Linked DNA regions of Mus musculus: region 2 is linked to region 1. The links are chromatin contacts, called in public Hi-C maps. All regions are on one chromosome and are shown on one strand. The core of a region is the stretch at or near the end of the contact, and the rest is flanking DNA. Distances in the headings are between cores, read along the strand shown.

The links. Hi-C and Micro-C count contacts between places; a contact is called where the count stands out from the background.
Region 2: a Hi-C map of cortical neurons shows a contact between it and region 1, with 4 times the contacts expected there. The contact joins the enhancer-like site here to the promoter of 4930567J20Rik in region 1. A contact is called at or near these places in 1 of 15 datasets of contacts at CTCF or cohesin (pro-B cells), 45 of 484 Hi-C or Micro-C datasets (3T3-L1-derived adipocytes, the AML12 cell line, the AtT-20 cell line and 27 more) and 1 of 115 datasets of contacts at active chromatin or transcription factors (astrocytes).

The regions. Positions count from the first base shown.
Region 1 is chr16:71,247,646-71,254,131 of GRCm38.p6, reverse strand. It overlaps 4930567J20Rik (RIKEN cDNA 4930567J20 gene), which reads right to left and starts at 4,228. Exons shown (of 3, transcript NR_040576.1): 1 at 3,902-4,228.
Region 2 is chr16:72,963,503-72,969,988 of GRCm38.p6, reverse strand. The region is part of intron 8 of Robo1 (roundabout guidance receptor 1); the gene reads right to left. Among named protein-coding and RNA genes, the nearest start is that of Gm52247, 7.2 kb to the right of the region's middle. Within about 2 kb of position 2,383, at least 1 of the 459 cell types and tissues checked has an H3K27ac peak or open chromatin away from gene starts, as enhancers often do. A contact at or near this core is called in cortical neurons, where this site is marked.

The DNA.
Region 1 (6,486 bases), core at 2,979-5,478:
ACCTTTCTTTGTTTACAATATAACTTCTAAATGAAATTTCTATGAAATGGGAACAAGCAAATGTATTCCATGCAATTTTTTTCCACATAAGTCTCTTGCTCAAAGAAATTTGAGAGTGATTTTCTAAATAAAAGACATGTGTGACCATCAGTACTAAGGCGCTTTGGTCGTCAAATAAGAATGAAGAGGGTGAACACAGGAATTTGTATATAATCAATTTCTGAGAGTCATTTTTGAAGCAACATAAAGATCTGGGGGATTTATTTTGGTTCATTTTTATATGGTGTTATTCAAACAAATTTATTGAGTCACTCTAGACTCCAATAAGCAGGTAAATGGGAAAAGAAACATAAATAGGAAAAAGAAACTAGATTGATGATAGATGGATGATAGATAGATAAATGATAGATAGATAGACAGACAGACAGATTTTTAGATAAATAGATATGAACACAATAGAGTATAATTCTACCATGAATAAAAATGAAATCCTGTTATTCATGAATCACAAGAAAGAGACAGAACTGTTGGGAAAAAGACATTTAAAAGAAAAGAAAAGCAATTAAATTCGAGTAAAATTGCAGTTTAATAATTGTATTATTTCAGCAAAAGCAAATTTTTGGAGGCATATGGATGGTAGAAAGCTCAGGAGACAGCCCAGATCTGTACCTTTCTTGGATTCTTAATGCTCGCTGCATCTCCATCATCTTTACTTGTAAGTCGATTATCACCCCCTTCTAAACAGAACAGCAACTTGCTGAAATGGTATTTAAAACTTGATTTCTTTTTCTTCTAAAGAACAGTTAGTTTGCTTCAGTCCGCATAGGTTTACCTGCCATTCATCACCTTTGTCTTTATTGATTAAATGACTCTAGTGACTCTGTATTCAGTCCAACACCTCTCTTTCTAAAAGGTAGGACTTTGAGAAAAGATGTACTTTCTGAGACCAAATGGACCCAGGGCCACAGCTGACACTTTATTCAAAATCTATACTGATTGCAATAACTGGATCCATCATGTGGCCATCTCCATTGATTGCAGGGATAGCTGATGACTCAATTGACAGCCATTTTGTCTGGGAAAACCCAGAAAGATTAAAACCACCTACATCTAGAAACAAGAGAATAGAAGTGAAAAGGCAAAAACAGAGAAGAGAAAAGAAAAGAAAATCAGTAAAGGAAAAGAATAGTAGGTAATGAGTAAAATAATAACAGTATTATTATGAGTAAAATCTAAGCAGTATTTTTGCAGTTACTCAAACCCAAACTATGCCACAGGTACTGTAAAAGCAACCCCAGATACAGTAAGGTTAAATGATACTTCTGATATGCTGGGTTATAGAAAATAGAGTCGTAATGACAGGAATCCAAAAGCATAGAGTTGCAAGGATAATACTGAGTGAAACTTACTTTTTAATTTAATATTTTAATTTTTTTTATTCACTTTACATCCCTCTCACTGTGCCCCTCGCAGTCAACCCGTCCTACAACCCTTCCCCCATCCTTCCCTGTCCTTCTCCACCTAGGTGGGGGCCTCCCTGGATAGCCCTGTATCCCTGCACGTTGAGACTCTGAGAGACTAGGTGCTTCCTTTTCCACTAAGAACAGACATGACAGCCCTTCTAAAAGAACATATCCCATATGTAAACAACAGCCTTTGGAATAGCCCCTCCTCCAGTCCTTCCGGACCCATATGAAGACCAAACTGCATATCTGACAAATTATGAAAACAGAAATGTCTAAAAGTCTTGAAGAAAGTCATCCAAAAATATATTTATGTTTATATTTCTACTAAGTTACACCAGTGTCACCTAAAGCAATTTTTCTTTACCACCAAAATTTTAAAATCCAGAATTTGAATTTATAAAAAATGTAAATAAACATTTTATACTGTTGGTTATTTATTATTAATATTAAATTTATAAAATTAATTTCAGGAAAGCTTGGTGTATTTAATAAGATTAAGTTACCTAAAACAACTTTATTCAAAGAACTGTAAGCAGAAAGGAATATTTTTCAGAGTAGTGAGTTAAGCACAAAATAACTGTACCATTTTTAGTAATATTTCTGGTGTTAATGTCTGAAGTTACCAATTTTTAGTACACTGCTGCTTCTGAAATAGTGCATCCTTTACTTATTTTCTTATTACAAGGTTGCCACTGAGTTTTGATTGATTTATTTTCAAATAGATTTTAGCATTGAATTACAATGCATGATTAAGTAAATTTTTAGAGTAATTCAGGTGTGTCTGACAAAATTGTTTAATATGGGATCAGCTAGTTGCTAATATGGAATCCTCAGCCCTGAATTCAATATCTTGCTTGATCATGCAGAAGAGGGTAAGACTGTAATAGCCAATGCTTGTGTATGCTTTTAGGAAAGAGTATTTTCCAGACACAACAGGGGATAAGAAAATGTGAATTCACAGGCTGGGGCAGGATGCTCATGACCTGCAAAGTTCAAGCTGGACAAACTTTGCAGCACTAATGAAGATTTGTGGGCACAAATTTCCTCCTCCAATTGGAAAATAGTAGCTGTTGGGAGATGCAAAATCAGTTTTCTTCAGATGGGGGCACTGGGCATATTAAGCACATTCCAGGGCAGGCATCCTGCTCACAACATGGAATCCATCTTCTCTTTAGTCCCCTGTGTCACTCACTCTATGTATCTCTGTGTGCCTCTGTTTCTGTCTCTGTCTCTGACAGCTTTTCTGTTTCTGACTCTTTCTGTCTCTCTGTATGTCTCTATCTTTGTCTGTTTCCGTTTCTTTCTCTGCCTACCCACCCCTTCCTCTCTTCTCCTCTTTCTCTCTTGTCTTTAGACAGTCTTTAGACAGCTCAACATGGCCAGGAACTCACTCTGTAGACCTATCTGGCCTTGAATTCACAGGCATCCACCTGTGATCTGTTTCCCTAGAGCTGAAATTAAAGGCATAAAAGTCCAACCCCTTTCTTTCTTTCATGCTTTCACTTTTTTAAGAGTGAACAAAAATATTAAATATTGTTATTCTTAAAACAAACATGCACGTGTACATACTGAAAGTACACAAAATGCCTCTGAAATGCAATCTCTATGTAGTTATTCTCCTTATTTCATGTTTTAAAACTTTTTATTGGTACCCCGGTCCCACTCATCTTCCCATCTCACACCTGCCCTCTGTCCTTGCCTCCATCTCACCAAAAGAGAAAAAGGAAAAAGAAAACAAAGCAAACAAACAAACAAACAACAACAACAACAACAAAACTCTTGTTGAAACTGTAATGTGACACATTGTGTCCCAAAGTAGAGACTTTTGACCACACTTCTTTGCTTTCAAACGTTCATTACACTGAGTCATTGGTCTGGTTCAAGGCCTCTGTCTCCTGCTACATTTGCAATATGGGAACCTCAGGGGCTGTCTTTTGGATATCCCGTTGTTGCCTTGTGTCATAGAGATGCTGTCGTTTTGGATCTGTAGGACTGGCCCCTGCATGCACTCCAGCAGTTCATCAATGGGGTAGATGTTGGGATGAGCCAATTCAAAGCCCTGGAGCTCACTAGCTCTCCCACACTCACACTGCCAAGGCAAGCTCTCCTGCCCTGCCCAGGCTAGGTCATCCAGTGCTACAGACAGAAAGGAGCAGAGCCACCGCTCCTGTTCTCATGCCATCAGGATCATCTCTACTCTATGGCTCAGGCAAGGTACAAGGTCCCCTCACCCATGTGCTGCAGAAGGTGAGGGACAGGGACAGCTCTCCTGCTCTCACGACTCTGGGTCCATCTCTCTTTTCTGCCATAGGTGGCAGGGGGCACATGTCGAAGTGGGCATCTTGTTCTTCTCCTACTTCACTGCCCAGCAGACAAGATGCAGGGACAGCTTGCCCATGTTCATACCCTCGGGCTGGTTCACCAGCAATACTCACAAGCAAAGAGGAACAACTCTACTGTCCTTTCAGGGTCATGTGCCAGTTCTACCCAGCTGGTTAGGGACGAGATGAGCGCTCCTTCTCTTAACTCCTCAGGTCCAGCACTCCCACTATGTCCATGTGAGTAGCAGACCCAGTTCTGCGCAGATCACATATATCAACGTGTCCATAATCAACAGCCCAGACCAGGGACGTGTGCCTGGCCTTTGGTGGCAACTGCATGGCCACAGACCTAGACATGGTCCTTGGCCGCAGCACAGGCCAAGATTCCATCATGGTCGTAGGTGGGCATCACTACCCTGAAGTCTCAGTAACATCTTTCTCCATTGCGCCCACATCCTTCTGCTTCTCTTTCTCTTCGGTTTCTCCACCTTTTACTTGCACCTCTTTGTGGCGTCCTGGGGTCTCTGTCTGGGATCATCTCTGAAGTGGACTCAGGAATTCTATATCCCGCCCATACCTTATGACGACAGGCAGGGGTCATCTCAGGCATGGTCTGCCCCACCCCCAGCCCTGTGTGGTGCCACACTGGTGGTCATCTTAGGCTCGCTACTGGTCTGGGTCCCTGTGGCACCATCCTGGTGGTATTTCAGGTCTCCATGTGCGGGTCTTCTTTTGGGGGCTCACTCCCTCCTGGGGCCATGGTTTCAGGCAGGTTTCTTCTCTCTTTTGTTTAAGAGACAGAAAAAAATATGAAGTTGGAGATCAGTTTGTAGTAGGAGACCTGGAAAGAGATGGGGATTTAAAAAAACAATGTGAGGTAAAGACGATGTAGTATGAAATTCTAAAAGCATAATTTTTAAAAGGGAAAATATGTCTTGAGAACTTAATATAGGAATGTCCACTTTAATATATACAAAATTAAATCTCTACCTAACGTTATTGATATTTTGCTTCTCTTTCTCAAAATTTAATTCAAGAAGAATCTTTAATAAAAAATTATACCTTTAAAAATCTTCAATTAAATACAATCACTGATGGTTTGCAGATATCTTTGCATTCATTTGAAACTAACATCTTATACATTAATCATAGCAGCTGAAAGTTAGCTGAGCGGATATAAGCGCTTGTCCACACACCTAATGACTAAGTTTGCATCCAAGGTCTCAAATGGTCGATGGACAGAACTCACTCACGGTACTTGTTCTTTGAACTCCTCACCTGCGTCACGGCAATTCCAAGGGCATACACCCACACATGCACAAACCCACTACACACACACACACACACACAGAGGCACGGACTAAACTAATAAAATAATAAATAAAAATGTTAGAATGAGAAATTATTATATATAGCATTTTAAAAATTCATTTTAATTTGTCGCGTCCGATCTCGACCAGCAAGAACGACACGACCACCAGTCCTTCTAACAGCAGTTTATTCAGTCCTGATTCTTCTTGTTTATATCTCCCCCGAACCCTGGGCCTCTCACTCCTTTTATACTCTCATCCATGCACAGCAGGCCACGCCACCTCACCAGGCACGCAGCTTCAGCTAATCAGGGCAGCAGGGGCATATCTCCATCAAACTGGATTCACCGGTATCCTGGTGCACCTGCGCAGCTCTCAAGATGTTTGTGGCTTATATGAGAAAGTCAGGTGCAAGTCATACGACTTAGCTACAGTCCCTGGCGCCTTTGGGACTGCCACCACACTCACTCCTAACATTAATTAATGTTTATATACTATAAATAAACAATATCTTACCTTAAACTTTGAGGACAAATACTTTGAAAACATTTGTTTCTACTATAAATTATATGCTACCATAATTCAAAAATGAATTGTATTCTATTGAAAATAAGTATAAATGAAAATTTTATTTAAAAAGTATAATGTAACAACCTATATTTAATATATCATATGATCACTTGCCAACATAGAAACATTTCCTTATCTTTTATGTAACTTATTAATATGATATGTAATAAATATTTTAAACATTATTCATTTAAACAATTTTGTTACAAAAATTGTGTGGTAAATTCTGATGCCCGAGGACTCGGATTTGAGTCACATGTCCTGAGGTGTGTGATCACTACAATACTAATTAAAATAAAAGCAAGACATAATGTTACACTGTACTACCCAATTATAAAGCTTGTTATCAGAAATAGCGAATAGGTAAATATTTTTGCTATAATATGTACGTAACCATTTGCTCATATAGAAACACGAATGAAGTTTAAAATTATCAGCAGGTTATTTATGGTTTTCCTGGAGACATATAAATAGGGAGAGAGAGAAAGAGAGAAAGAGAGAGAGGGAAAGGGAGAGAGAGAGAGAGAGAGCAATATGCTACATTGTGTACCCGTATTTCCTTTAAATATCTCTACAGTTCAATTTTATTTGATACTTTATTTCGCTATAATTACTCTAAAAATTGTTTTCTTTTCCTTAATTTCTTTGAATAGAAATGACATTTTCCCTGTCTTTACTGAAGAAACTGACAAAGCAACACAAAACACCTTTCTGGACAATGTAAGGAAGCAAGCGGCTCACAGCCTCCACAAAGTAGGGCGTGCGCGCCCTCTCCTGGCCATTTATAGATTTCAGTCAGTTTGGATCTAAAAATATTCA
Region 2 (6,486 bases), core at 1,134-3,633, 1.7 Mb before region 1:
ATGATGCACTGATTAGGAATATTAAAATGAGATACAATGTACGCCTTTCAAATGACCAACTAGGTCTGCTGCATTATCTAGGGACTGATCTAAGTGTTCAGAAATTGAATAAAGGCTGTGGCTGGTGAAGAAGGCTCATAATGGTGAGAGCAGAATATTGTAAACATGAAGAAGCACAAGACACAGAACTGTTTAACACATTTATCCCATTGAAATGTACGAGACAGACTTCAATGAGTGAACCAAGGTTAACCTGATATCACAATTGTTTTGTCCCTAACAACCACCACCGTCACCATGAAATGAAGCTGACATGCAGAATGTTTGATGATTTTGAATTTTAAAAGGTGCGTTGGAGTTTCATTTATAAATAAATAGTATTGAACTTGCTGTCTTTCTGTCTTAGAATGGTCTCCTTCCTTCCTTCCTTCCTTCCTTCCTTCCTTCCTTCCTTCCTTCCTTCCTTCCTTCCTCCCTCCCTCCCTCCCTCCCTCCCTCCCTCCCTCCCTCCCTCCTTCCTTCCCCCTTCCTTAATTTCCTCCCTTTCTCTCTCTTCTTTCTTCTTTTGGGATGGTGTGTGTATGTGTGTGTGTGTGTGTGTGTGCGCACGCGCGCGCGCGCGCACGCTCGCGAGCGTGCATGCATGCATGCATGTGCATGCATGTGTTTGGGATATCTGCATTTCTGGGCATATGCATCCACATGTGTGTGGGGTGTGTGTGAGAGCACACACATGTGTGAGCGTGCATGCCTGCCCATGCATGTGAGTACAGAGTCCACAGGTTGATGTTGGGTGCCTTAATAGTGCTCTGCTTTGCTTATGACTCAGCCTCTTCCTGAAGCACAGATTTTAGGTTTGCCCAGTCCAGACAGCCAGCATGCCAGGAAATCCCCTCTGATCTCCTGAATGCTTGGATTACAGGCTCAACACCTCATCCACTCAGCTTTAACATTGGTTGTCGGCACACAAACTCCATCCTCCATACTTGTGAGGCAAGCCCTTTATCCACTGGGCAATGTCTAGGACTTTGGAATGATTTTTTTCTCTACTGAAATATATACACGGGTTAAAAAATAGCATCATCACGCTATAATAGTTTCAGAGTTACTGGAAAGTTACTCAATATCGTATTGCTGGTGGCTAATCCAGAGAGATACGTGAGTTTGATATCCAAGCTTGGCACACATGCTTAGAATAAACACACATGGCAAATGCATTCAGTCAATAGTGTGTGTTTTCTTTTAATTGAAAATATACTCTTTCCCATACCATATATTTAGCTTACAATTTACCCTTCTTCTCCTAGATCCACCCCACCTCCCCATCCATACAACTCCATGCCTTCTTCCTTCTTTGATTTATAAAACAGGCAAATAAAAGGATAAGCCAGGACAGAGACAAATAAATGTTAGAGTAAAAGAAAAAGCACAAAGAAGCATATGTGCACACACAGAGACATAGCACTCATAAAACCTTAGGTCAGTCTATCTATCTATCTATCTATCTATCTATCTATCTATCTATCTATCTATCTATCTATCTATCCATCCATCCATCCATCCATCCATCCATCCATGCATCCACCCACCCACCCACCCACCCATCCATTTTTCAAGACAGGGTTTCTCTGTGTTGCCCTGGCTGTCTTGGCACTCACTACGTTGACCAGGCTGGCCTCAAACCTGGAGATCCATCTGTCTTTGCCTCACAAGTACTGGGATTAAAGGCACCACCACATAGCAAGACTGTTTTTAATAATAACTTAAACCTAGTGAAAAAGGACTAAAGAAGAAAAATTTTATTTTAATTGAATAAAATTATTGTAAAATGTAAAACACTTGAAAACTGTTATGTCTTAAAGTCACTATTTTATTGAGACTCTAACACAAGTATAGAGAAAGAAGCACAAAATTAGAAAAACGTTCCCATCTCCTGATTGAGACAGCTTAGCATACTTAGCATGCTTAGATTTCTTTAAAATGAATTCAAGTTGTTTGTTTAATTTCAGGAAATTGTTTTCAATTATTAAGCTTTAAAATTCTGGATGTCAGAGTTTAAGAAAGAAAAAAAGATGCAAATATATGAGAGAGAATTCTAACAAGTTGTCTGACTGAAGGAGTCTGGCTGCCAGAGGAGCTAAATTTTGGATGCATTAATTTGCGAATCTGGATGTGTCATGTTCAAAGTTTTATGCACCAAAGATTTTCACAAGCTGGAGTCACACTTCAATTTGTTCCTCGTTTATCATGCAATAATTATTAGTTTTATGCATTCCCATAAAAAGAAAGCAATTAAGTGAAATCAGCGGCTATGTGCTTGCACCCCACGCTTCCAGTTCTCTTCCTTGCCATCTTTCCTGGTGTGAAGTTTGCCAGTAGAGCGAGGAAAGGAGAAAGCTGAATTTATAAGCTTGGCAGAAGTGTTTTCGATACCACACTGAAGGGAAAAGGAAGCCAACAATTCCTTTACTCGGGCTTTTAAACATCCTCTCTGTAATATATACGGAGGCTTGCTAAAATCAAATTGCAGATTCTTCCTGGTAAATCCACTGGGCATTTATAAGACCACCTATGTTCCACTGATTATCAGTACGGATACATATTTCCAGACATTAATTGAATTAGCAACAGAGGGCTTCACTCCAATTGATTATCATTATGTCTAGCGCTAACATGGCTGACATTTGGTACTATTGCTATATTTAGAAGCCATCAAATGTCAGGGGTCTATTATAACTTAGGTCTGATTGCCCAGAGTTGCTTTATACAGTATCAGGTATACTTCCCCAATTCTACCCTAACCCGGTTTACTGATGGGTTTTCTTGCTGTCAGTTATGTCTGCACCATTTTTACTGTGGGGATAACAAAAACAAAGCAATAGAAAGACACTCCCAACATCTGCCATGTGTCTTGTGGTTAGTTTCTTAATCCCCAGTTTTCTGTGTCGCTGGCTTGTGTATATGTGTAGTGTGTGTCCTTGTGTCCTTAATGAGCATGAACATGCATGGAGAGAGCAAAGGTTGAATCTGGTCTCTTCCCTCATTGCTTTCCATGTTATTTATCAGGTCAAAGTGTCTTGGTTAATCAGGAGCATCCCAATACAGGCTAGGCTAGGTACCCAACCTCCCCCGGGGTCCTCTGTCACTGCCTCCTGAGTGCGGGGACTGCAGGGGGCTTTTACATGGGTCCTGAGGATCCACACTCTGGTCCTTACATTTGCAGGGATGCTTTTTACACTGAGCGTCTCCACATCTTTAAATCTATAAAATGAGGGCATCGTACTTGTTGGAACCAGCTCAGGAGCACCCAGTGGATACTGAGATGAAACAGTAGTCACGGATGTGCTTAGGGAACTCCCAAAGGCCAGACATTCTCATGTACTCTACAAAAGCTCATATGTCAATCAGAGCTGGAAATATAAGATTTCATTAAACCACTTTCATAGGTCCAGGCCCAGAAAACAAATCCACAGAGGGTTCACCAATGGGTGTAACATACTAATGGAACGCTTTAGTTTGTATCAACACATATGGCCCATTGATAGGTAAAATCTAAACCTACAGATTGTAAGGCAGATTTCAAAACAGTGTCTAATACCTTACACTGGAATTATGCAAGAGACATATCAGGCTCTAGTAGAGAGAGTGCAAGAATTGGAACAGTGTAATGAAGTGAGTCATGGATTGTCACTCTAGTTACAGAGTGGTTCACGTATGAAAAATGTATATGTGTAATCAACGAACATCCAAGTAAATATGTCAATTGACATCTATTTTCAAGGGCTTTAAAGAGCTGTCTATTGAAAATGGAAGATTTTGGGGATACAGTATTTATAAATATTCCTTTTAGGAATTAGGGACCAAAACTTTAAAGTCAAGCGACTTGTCTAAATACAAAAGGAGCTGGAGAGCAGTCTTGTTTTACTGCGTACCAGACTTATCACAGGTGTATACAAGTGGTTTTAAACATTGTTGTTGTTTGGTAATCATTTTTCTTGTAATCTCGTAGTAAGCAGATCTAAATGTGTGCCTGCTTTGTACAATGTCAGTAAAGCTGACCCTCAGGTATAGGCATCGTACCATAGACGCTGCTGCTCCCTTCCTGCCGTAGCCTTTCTTCTGCCTTTCCCTTATTGTGTTTGCCAACAATACAGACGGTCAAGAAGACAAATCAAATCATGTGGAGAAGGTGCTGTGTCTGCAAGCCAGGTCAACAGACTAGGCAGTATAAAAAGATTGACATTGCCAGGATTCACTATGATTATGGCCATAGCTAAAGGACAAGTCCACGGGGGTGTGTGTGTGTGTGTGTGTGTGTTTACTGTGCAGGTCAGAGCTCTACTTTGGGTATCTTCTGCTATTGTGCTACACATTTTTTGAGACAGGTTCTCTTGTGAACCTGCAACTCTTTTATTGACAAAACTGGAAATTGGTCTGCCTAGTTCTGAGTTTGCAGACCTGTGGCCCTGATGGGATTTTTATGGGAGTCTGGGGGTCCAAACTTAGACTCACAGGCTTATACAACAGTTAGTTTATGGAGTGAGCCATTTCTTTGTCCTAAAAAGTCTTTGCTTTTAATTATGAGAATAGAGATACTTGGAAAAAATTCAGCAGTTTTGTTTATCTTACTTTATAGATAGCCATATGCAATTATAAGCATATGAGCAATTTTTAAAACTCTACTTTCTATTAGGTGGTCCTCACGGTTGTGATCTAATGGTCATAATGCCCAGCATGTACCAGAAATGCATTGTCAGTGTAACTTACAAGATGTGTCATAGGCAAGGATAAGATACTGAAGTTTTATGACAGTGACAATCCCGGTTTTTAATTCTCCCTAGGAGCTAGCTGTTTTGTTTTTTGTTTTTTTGTTTTCTTCCTGATACTCAACAATATCTACTAAGCATCTATCATGTTACATCTGGGGTGGATACTAGGCAAATATTCACTTGACTAACCAGAAAATGGCTCAAATTTCATGAAACTTGGACTGTAATGAATAACAGAGGAACACACAAGATACAGGGTGAGACATATGGAATTATGGGATAAATCTGTGTACAGATGGCAGGGATGGGGGCATAGGATTCGTATTTAGTGGGTGAGGGCAAACTCCCGGCAGAAAGTGAAATTCAAGGTAGTATAAATACGCAACAAGGGGAGACACAGAAGCAGCACTACCCAGAGAGGCACGTAAGCAGCGTGGTACTCAGAACGGAGTCTCTGGAGTGTCAAGTGTGTACTGTACAGCACACTGAAGGACACTAAACATCCCGACACCTCCAGGACACTCTTCAAAAATCGTCCCCGAGAAAGCCGCCAAATTCAGTGTTAGCTACAGAAGTCCAACTCAACTTGGAAAACTGAATGTTTTTCATTGAAATGAAGCATAAAGAAGAAATATGTCCACAGTTAAAATCTACGCACTACACAATGAAGATAAGAAAGGGAGACAAGGGGTGCATAATATATATAATTTCATTTATAAATAAAACATGTATATGTTATATCATTTATATATAGCCTCTGTATGAAGAAGTAAGATCTTTTATTTTCAGCTGGTAGATATTGTATATAAAAATTTCAGGGTAATTTACTAAAACATAAAAAAATGAAGGACTTTATCAAAGTTGCTTGATGAAAAGTTAATACACAAAAATTTAACTGCATAAATAAGCACATTCTTCCAACCACTCAGAAATGGAAAGTTTAAATTCACACAGAAACACATGAAAAAATCAGCTGTAATTAGAAAGTATATGCAAATTTATATTCTGAATACAATGACATTACTGAGAGATATTAAAGAAAAACTGAATAAACTGAGATGTGTATGGGAAATACATGATTTCTGGGTGGATGAATTCAGATTAGGAAGAATCGAAATAAAAAACCTTACAGCTTTGAGTACAGTATGTAGTCTTTTATAAAAACAGATTCATCTATTTATTTATGCACATGAACGCTCTATCTGCATCTACCTCTGTGTGCCAGGAGAGGGCATCAGATCACACTATACATGGTTGTGAGCACCATGTAGGTTGCTGGGGATTGAACTCAGGACCTCTGGAAGAGCAGGCAGTGCTCTTTACTGCTGAGCCATCTCTCCAGCCCTGAGTAAGGTGTATATTCTTATCTGATTTTCTTTTTGGCCGGCTTAGCAAAACTAAAATAAGAAATTCAAAGCTGACTTGCATCAGCCTTTAAGACTGACTCTAAGCTATAATAACCAAGTCTATATGAAATAGAGCAAGGAGACCTGTAGACAAGAAAAGAGACTATGTATTGTGCAGTTATCCATGCTCATCTGAAGTTAAATGAAACGGCAATGGAGTTATATGCGGAAAGCATGGTCTCTTCTAGAAATAACGATGCAACGACTATTTTGTGTGCATTTAGTCCTTGGACTGGGGAGGCAGAGACAGCAGGAATTTGTGAGTGCCCTAGCCAGCCAGCCTAGTCTTTCTGGCCCTTTCCCAATCAATG